Linked DNA regions of Pan troglodytes: region 2 is linked to region 1. Evidence: chromatin contacts called from public Hi-C data. All regions are on one chromosome and are shown on one strand. The core of a region is the stretch at or near the end of the contact, and the rest is flanking DNA. Distances in the headings are between cores, read along the strand shown.

Region 1 (2,914 bases), core at 142-2,641:
CACCCTGAGAAAAATAATTCTTTAAAAAATTAAAAAAAAAAATAAGCTGTGGGAGTTGAGGGTTTAATTGCTTGGCCACTTAGCCTTCTCTCTGGGAAAATTAACTGGGATCAACCCCTCTGACAAGTTTCCCTTTCGGTTCTTCTGTGCGTGAATAGTCTAAAGCAAAAAAGGCTGTCCCGTCTGTTTGATAGTTGTGAAGCTTGAATAACAGAGTATAGTGGAGGCATTTTGCCAGAAAACTTACAGTTCTGACATTTTTGTCTTGCTGACTTTTATTTCTGCTCTTCTCAGTAAAAAGCATCCCTCAGTTGTCAGTCAGCCCATATGTATTGAGCACCTACTTTATTCCTGGCTTTCAGCTAGTGCAGTTGGAGTGGGCAGTTGTAAATGGTGCAGTTGCATTCATGAGTGCTGCAGGAAGACCTGGAGGACAGCCGAGGCATGACTGGCAGGAGTTGTGGATGGCTTCCTGACAGAGATGAGACTTCAACACAGTCTTAAAGGATGGGCTGGATTTCTCTAGGACTACTGTTGTCCAAAGTATGCTCCATGCAGCTTTACTTAAACCAGGCTTTGTGGGGGGTGGGGGAAAAGGGTTTTGTGGTCAAATAGGTTTAGGAAATAATGCATGTTGTATCTTCTTCTATAAAAAATGTTCAGTTTAACCCAGCATTTCTTAAACATTTCACCTGAGAACCTCTTTTTATTTTAGTTAATGGAATACTCAGAGGTAAATATTGCTCTACACTAAGCCAAGGAGTCACAACATTCCAGATTGTGGGTGGGTAGGGAAAATGGCTCATTTGGGAGTCTGTAAGAGATTAGCATCTCCTCAAGACTTTGTAGGAGTCTCTGATCTCAGACCAACTATCCAGACAGAGTGCCTCTGGGGGGGATTCATTTGGAAGAAGCCTGTGTAATCACATGGGGTATGGGGGGAGGTACACTCATAGTCTTGGCTTGGATGATGCTTATGCTTGCAGGATGTCTCTGGCATTGGAAGGTTCTGGGCCTGCCCTGCCCTCCAGAAAGTTCGCTAAGAACTAGGAGTTTAGATTCTGAGAAGCAAGGGGCCCACTAATCAGGATCTCCCACTGTAGCCTAGAGAATTCAGCTTTCTAACTTGAAGTGGTATTTCACCTGCTGCTTCTGAAAATGGAACTGCAGTTAGCTAGGGGATCCAGCGAAGTTCCCCCACTAGGTTGAAGGCTGAGATGGCAAAAGCCTCCCAGAGCAGGATCCCAGGGACTAGTATTCTTTTTTTTTTTGGAGACAGAATCTCGCTGGGTCGCCCAGGCTGGAGTGCAGTGGCATGATCTCAGCTCACTGTAATCTCTGTCGCTTGGGTTGAAGCAGTTCTCCTGCCTCATCCTCCTGGGCTGTGTGAGAGCTCCCCCTGCTGTCTCCCTGTCCTCATGGCTCTCTTCACACTGCCCGCTCTTCCAGTTAAGCAAGTACAGACAAGAACCACTAATCAAGAATACTAGTCCTAGCTGGGCGCAGTGGCTCCAGCCTGTAATCCCAGCACTTTGAGAGGCTGAGGTGGGTGGAGGTCAGGAGTTTGAGACCAGCCTGGCCAACATGGCGAAACCCCATCTCTACTAAAAATACAAAAATTAGCCGGGCGTGGTGGTCCATGCCTGTAATCCCAGCTACTTGGGAGGCTGAGGCAGGAGGATTGCTTGAACCCAGGAGTCAGAGGTTATAGTGAGCCGAGATCGTGCCACTGCACTCCAGCCTGGGCAACAGAGCGAGATTCTGTCTCAAACAAACAAACAAACAAACAAACAAACAAACAACACTCTAGTCCCTGGGATCCTCCTCTGGGAGGCTTTTGCCATCTCAGCCTTCAGCCTAGTGGGGGAACTTCACCCTGTCACTTCAGAGCCTTGTTTCCTCCTGTTCTTTCAGTTCTTGGATGTTTTTCCCTCCCCATGGTCTTCTCTCACTCTTAACCTAGGTGTGTTCTCCAGGCTTCCTGACAGTTTAGAGTTGAGCCATTCCAGATGGTGTAATATAGCTTCCCGTTCATCTGTGCTGCCTCCATCTCCTCTCGGCCCCTTTCCACAGAGCTTTTTTATGTTTGCAAATAGGATGGCAGAGTGCCATCTTTTCCAGAAGAACCCCATGCCTCAAGTCCCCTCTTCCCACCCACCACACAGTTCCATCTGGATAAATGGTGTCCTGGTATCTGTCACCTGCCTCCAGGATCTGATCTGGATCTCTTCCAGATCCAGCAGAGATCAAGACTGGAAGGAATGGGGAGGTAGTATGAAATGCAGCAGCAAGGAGGCAAAGATTGCTGAATACTCTGTTCCTAATACTTGCTCTTTTTCTAGCCATGGCACTGAAGAGGGACAGCAAATCTTGAAGCAGCCGGTGTCAGAGAGACTGGACTTTGTGTGCAGTTTTCTGCAGAGTAAGCACCTTTCTTATCCAGCTATGAAGAAGCTGCTTCCTCAGCTCGTGGGATTGGAGAGTCCAGAGGAACTAGTTCATGGGTGTCTGGAGGAGAAAAATTTCAAGGCTCCCCACTCTTTAACACAAAGATGAAAACAGCTGGTTCAGATCCCCTGGGTCTTGTGATGCCTTCATCAGTTGGTGTAAGAAGAGTGTCCCTTCAGTCCCAGAGCCCTTCTTGGAGATCTAGGTGGAGCCAGAAGGTTACTTTTTGGGACCTGTCACTTTGAACTCTTTGAGCACCTTAAGTTTCTGTTTCCCCCAACTTCAAGGAGACAGAAGAGAGAGAATGAGTCTCTTTCCCTTGCAAGAAAAACTGTTTTTCCCAGATAACTTTGAATTAATTGCTTAGGCGATAGGTGTAGGGGCAGAGGCACATTAAGGTTGATCTTGACCCCCCTCACTGCTTGTGTGACCTTTCTGGACATAGGTTCCCTATCTGTAATATGGA
Region 2 (2,914 bases), core at 217-2,716, 200 kb before region 1:
TCAGGGGACACACTGAAGGCTGGGGCAGGGAGGGACACAATTGACCTTGGGGCCAATGTTAAGTTGTAGACTCAGGGTTGAGATCAGTGCTAGGCCAATGACAGTGGCCAGTGAATCGGGGGTCAAGGGTCAGAGATCATGCCACCTTCTTCTGGATGCCTGACAGGAAGTCCTTTAGCACTGACAGCTTCAGCACCAGGCTCTCTAGTTCCTGCTCCCCTGTCTGTGGCAGGTTCTGGAGGGAGGAAGAACCAGGCTTGTACATGAGTCACCTACGCAGAGCCTCCCACCCAGCTCCAGAACACGAACGCACCTCCCAGAGGTCTCCCTACAATCCTACCTGCTGCTGCAAAAGGCGGGTCACCATGGGCGAGCTCTGCTGGTCAAACACCTTGGACAGGATCTCCAGGCCTGACAGGACCTTGTCCACCTCACTAGGGAAGACATCAGATCAAAAGAACTCCCACCCCGACCTAAGTATAGGGAAGGGGGCGCTGGGTGTAGCCTCAACCTCACCACAAGGATAAAGGCTACCAGTGAGGAAAGTCAAGAGGCAATGGCTAGTTCACTGTTCAGGATCAGATATCAGGGCACCTGTGCAGCCGGGAAGCAGGTGAGGACAGGTCAGAGGTAAGGGTGTAATACATGGGGCTGGATGTCCCAGATACCTGTGCAGCCTCCGGCATGAGGTAGCGAGGGTACGGGTGAGGTGGGGCAGGTGGCTGGCTCCACCCCGCACAGCTTCCAGGTCCAGCCCATAGCTGCCTTTCAGGTACTCGTGCGAGACGGTGCTCAGCCCATTGGGAGCACTTTGGGGAGGGGTTAAGAAGTCAGTGGAGGTCCTGCTGACCTGTCCCAGCACCTCTGCCCCATCCCTAGAGGAGATAGTACCTGTGGCAACCAGGGCGGGATGGATCAGGTTATCTGCCTCTGGGCTGAGGTGGGGTGGGGGTCCCTGGTGGGGGCTTAGAAGGCCTCCCCACCTTTGGTAGGGAAATAGTTCTCAGAGGAGAAAGGGTCTCCTGTTCAGTGGATGGGATGGGGGTCTCACCTCTCAGCAGCTGGAGCTGTGGGAGTCTCAGGAGCTGGCAGGGGACTGCTGGGCCCAGTGGGGGCAGAAATGCTGGTGGAGCCAGAGCGCGGGGGCAGCGGGGGCTTCTCATCCTCCCCATCTGTGGGCAGGGGTCAGTGGGCAGCCGTTTGGGCCTCCCACACTCAGTGGAGTAGGAGGCACGATGCAGCTGTAAAGTGACTCCCATGGAAAGAGGGATAAAGGGCCCCGGCATCATGGCCAAGGGAAAGGGGGTTACAGGAGAGGTGGGGTTGAAAAGGGGGGATGGGAAGAGGCAGGTAGAGCCAAGGGACAGGGGCAGGGAGGGGACCTGCACACTGGGAAGTACCTGAGGCATCCCGGTCATCCGGTGGGTCCGGCTCTCGCTCACCCTCTACAGGAAGAAGCAGGGCGCACACAAGGCCCTGGTTGGGCTGGGCGTACAGGCCGATGAGCTCACCCAGGGTCTGGAAGCGGCGCACAGGCACACCCTGCGAGGTCTGTGGGCCAGCAAGGGTGGGAGGAAGGGTCAGCCAGCAGGTCCCCAAGCCCTAGGCTGGATCAAGGTCAGGGGTCAGGGGCCCAAGCTCCTACCTGCACAGCCAAGAAATCTTCTCCATCAGGCAGAATGCGATACGTGTGCACATGCTTCTGATACCTGATGCCAAGGCAGGGCCAGAATCTGTCACCCCCAGGCTGGGGTCTAAGACCCAAAGCACCCCTTCCTCCTGCCAGCAAGCTCAGCACCCCAACCCCCTCAGCTTGGTTTCCCTAAAACCACCTGCCCAGGCTGCACAGGGTTAATGATGTGGCCGGTCCACTTCCACCCTCCTGGTGTTGCCTATTGGGCAGGAATGACCAGAACACCCCCGTCTCCCCACCAGACCTACACAGACTCCACACCCACCACAGGGCAGGGCCTGAGAAGCAACAGGGAGCTCTTTTGTGGCCTCCACAGCTGTCTAAACAGCCCCTCTGGGCTGTGGTACCAGTCTGGGCCCCCCGCCAGAGTAAGAATCTTCAGAAGCCTGGTTAGCCCGTTTGCACACACGGGCAACATGCTAACACGTGTGTATGCCTCCTGTGTTTATGCTGCTCTCTGGCTCTGCTGGAGTCGGGTATGTCTAGGGCACTTTTGCCGAGGAGTGTGGGGGCATCACCCTAGGCCTTCCCACCAAAGAGGGCCCCCATGGGAGACCTGGGCCTCTAGGAGCCCCAAGCCAAGGAGGGGCAAGAGGGGTGCTGACAGACAGGAGCCGCAGTTGAGCAGGTGGCAGCTGAGCCAGGTGCACAATCAGCGGGGGATGGAAGATCCTCTGCCTCCGCACCTCAGGGCATGCTTCCCCAAGGAGTCACCCAGGAGTCACCCTAGGTGTTGGGCAGGCGGGAGGTGAGGACCCCCATATCGTGGCCCCCTCAGGGGCTCTCCTGGCTGCTTATGCTGGGTGAGTGTCTGTCACCAGGTGTTCCTTTGTAGACTATTATAAACACTATCTGTGTTTATTACAATAGCATACCATTAACTGAATCCTATCTGTGACACGCTGGGTACCCAGTGTCCTATAAATCTTACTTAATTCTCACACTTCTAAACAGATATTATTATCCCCATTCTCCAGCTGAGGAAACAGGCTCAAAGAATAAAAGTGATTTTCCTAAGGCCACAGAGTAAGTAAAAGGTGGAGTTGGGATTTTAAACCATGGCAGAAGCCAGGGCCAGTATCCTAGCTTGCTGGTCAGATTGCCTGTGCCTGCTGGGGCAGGGGCGTGTCTTGCATGTTATCCATGAACACCCGGAATGTATACAGGTAAGCAAGTATGTGTGTATTTGGCAAATCTAAGATATTGCCCACGTCTGATCGC

The links. A called contact is a pair of places that touch in the nucleus more often than the background predicts.
Region 2: a contact with region 1 is called in a Hi-C map of induced pluripotent stem cells, with 1.9 times the contacts expected there. The contact joins two enhancer-like sites. A contact is called at or near these places in 2 of 7 Hi-C or Micro-C datasets (both in induced pluripotent stem cells) and 1 of 1 datasets of contacts at active chromatin or transcription factors (stem cell-derived excitatory neurons).

What each region holds. Positions count from the first base shown.
Region 1 is chr9:74,059,373-74,062,286 of NHGRI_mPanTro3-v2.0_pri, reverse strand. It overlaps NUMA1 (nuclear mitotic apparatus protein 1), which reads left to right. Exons shown (of 27, transcript XM_063784268.1): 6 at 2,343-2,422. Among named protein-coding and RNA genes, the nearest start is that of IL18BP, 27 kb to the right of the region's middle. Within about 2 kb of position 1,391, at least 6 of the 24 cell types and tissues checked have an H3K27ac peak or open chromatin away from gene starts, as enhancers often do. A contact at or near this core is called in induced pluripotent stem cells, where this site is marked.
Region 2 is chr9:74,260,658-74,263,571 of NHGRI_mPanTro3-v2.0_pri, reverse strand. It overlaps INPPL1 (inositol polyphosphate phosphatase like 1), which reads right to left. Exons shown (of 29, transcript XM_063784305.1): 3 at 1,646-1,709; 4 at 1,401-1,551; 5 at 1,052-1,172; 6 at 669-891; 7 at 341-434; 8 at 146-235. The coding sequence starts at 1,418. Among named protein-coding and RNA genes, the nearest start is that of INPPL1, 4.6 kb to the right of the region's middle. Within about 2 kb of position 1,466, at least 1 of the 24 cell types and tissues checked has an H3K27ac peak or open chromatin away from gene starts, as enhancers often do. A contact at or near this core is called in induced pluripotent stem cells, where this site is marked.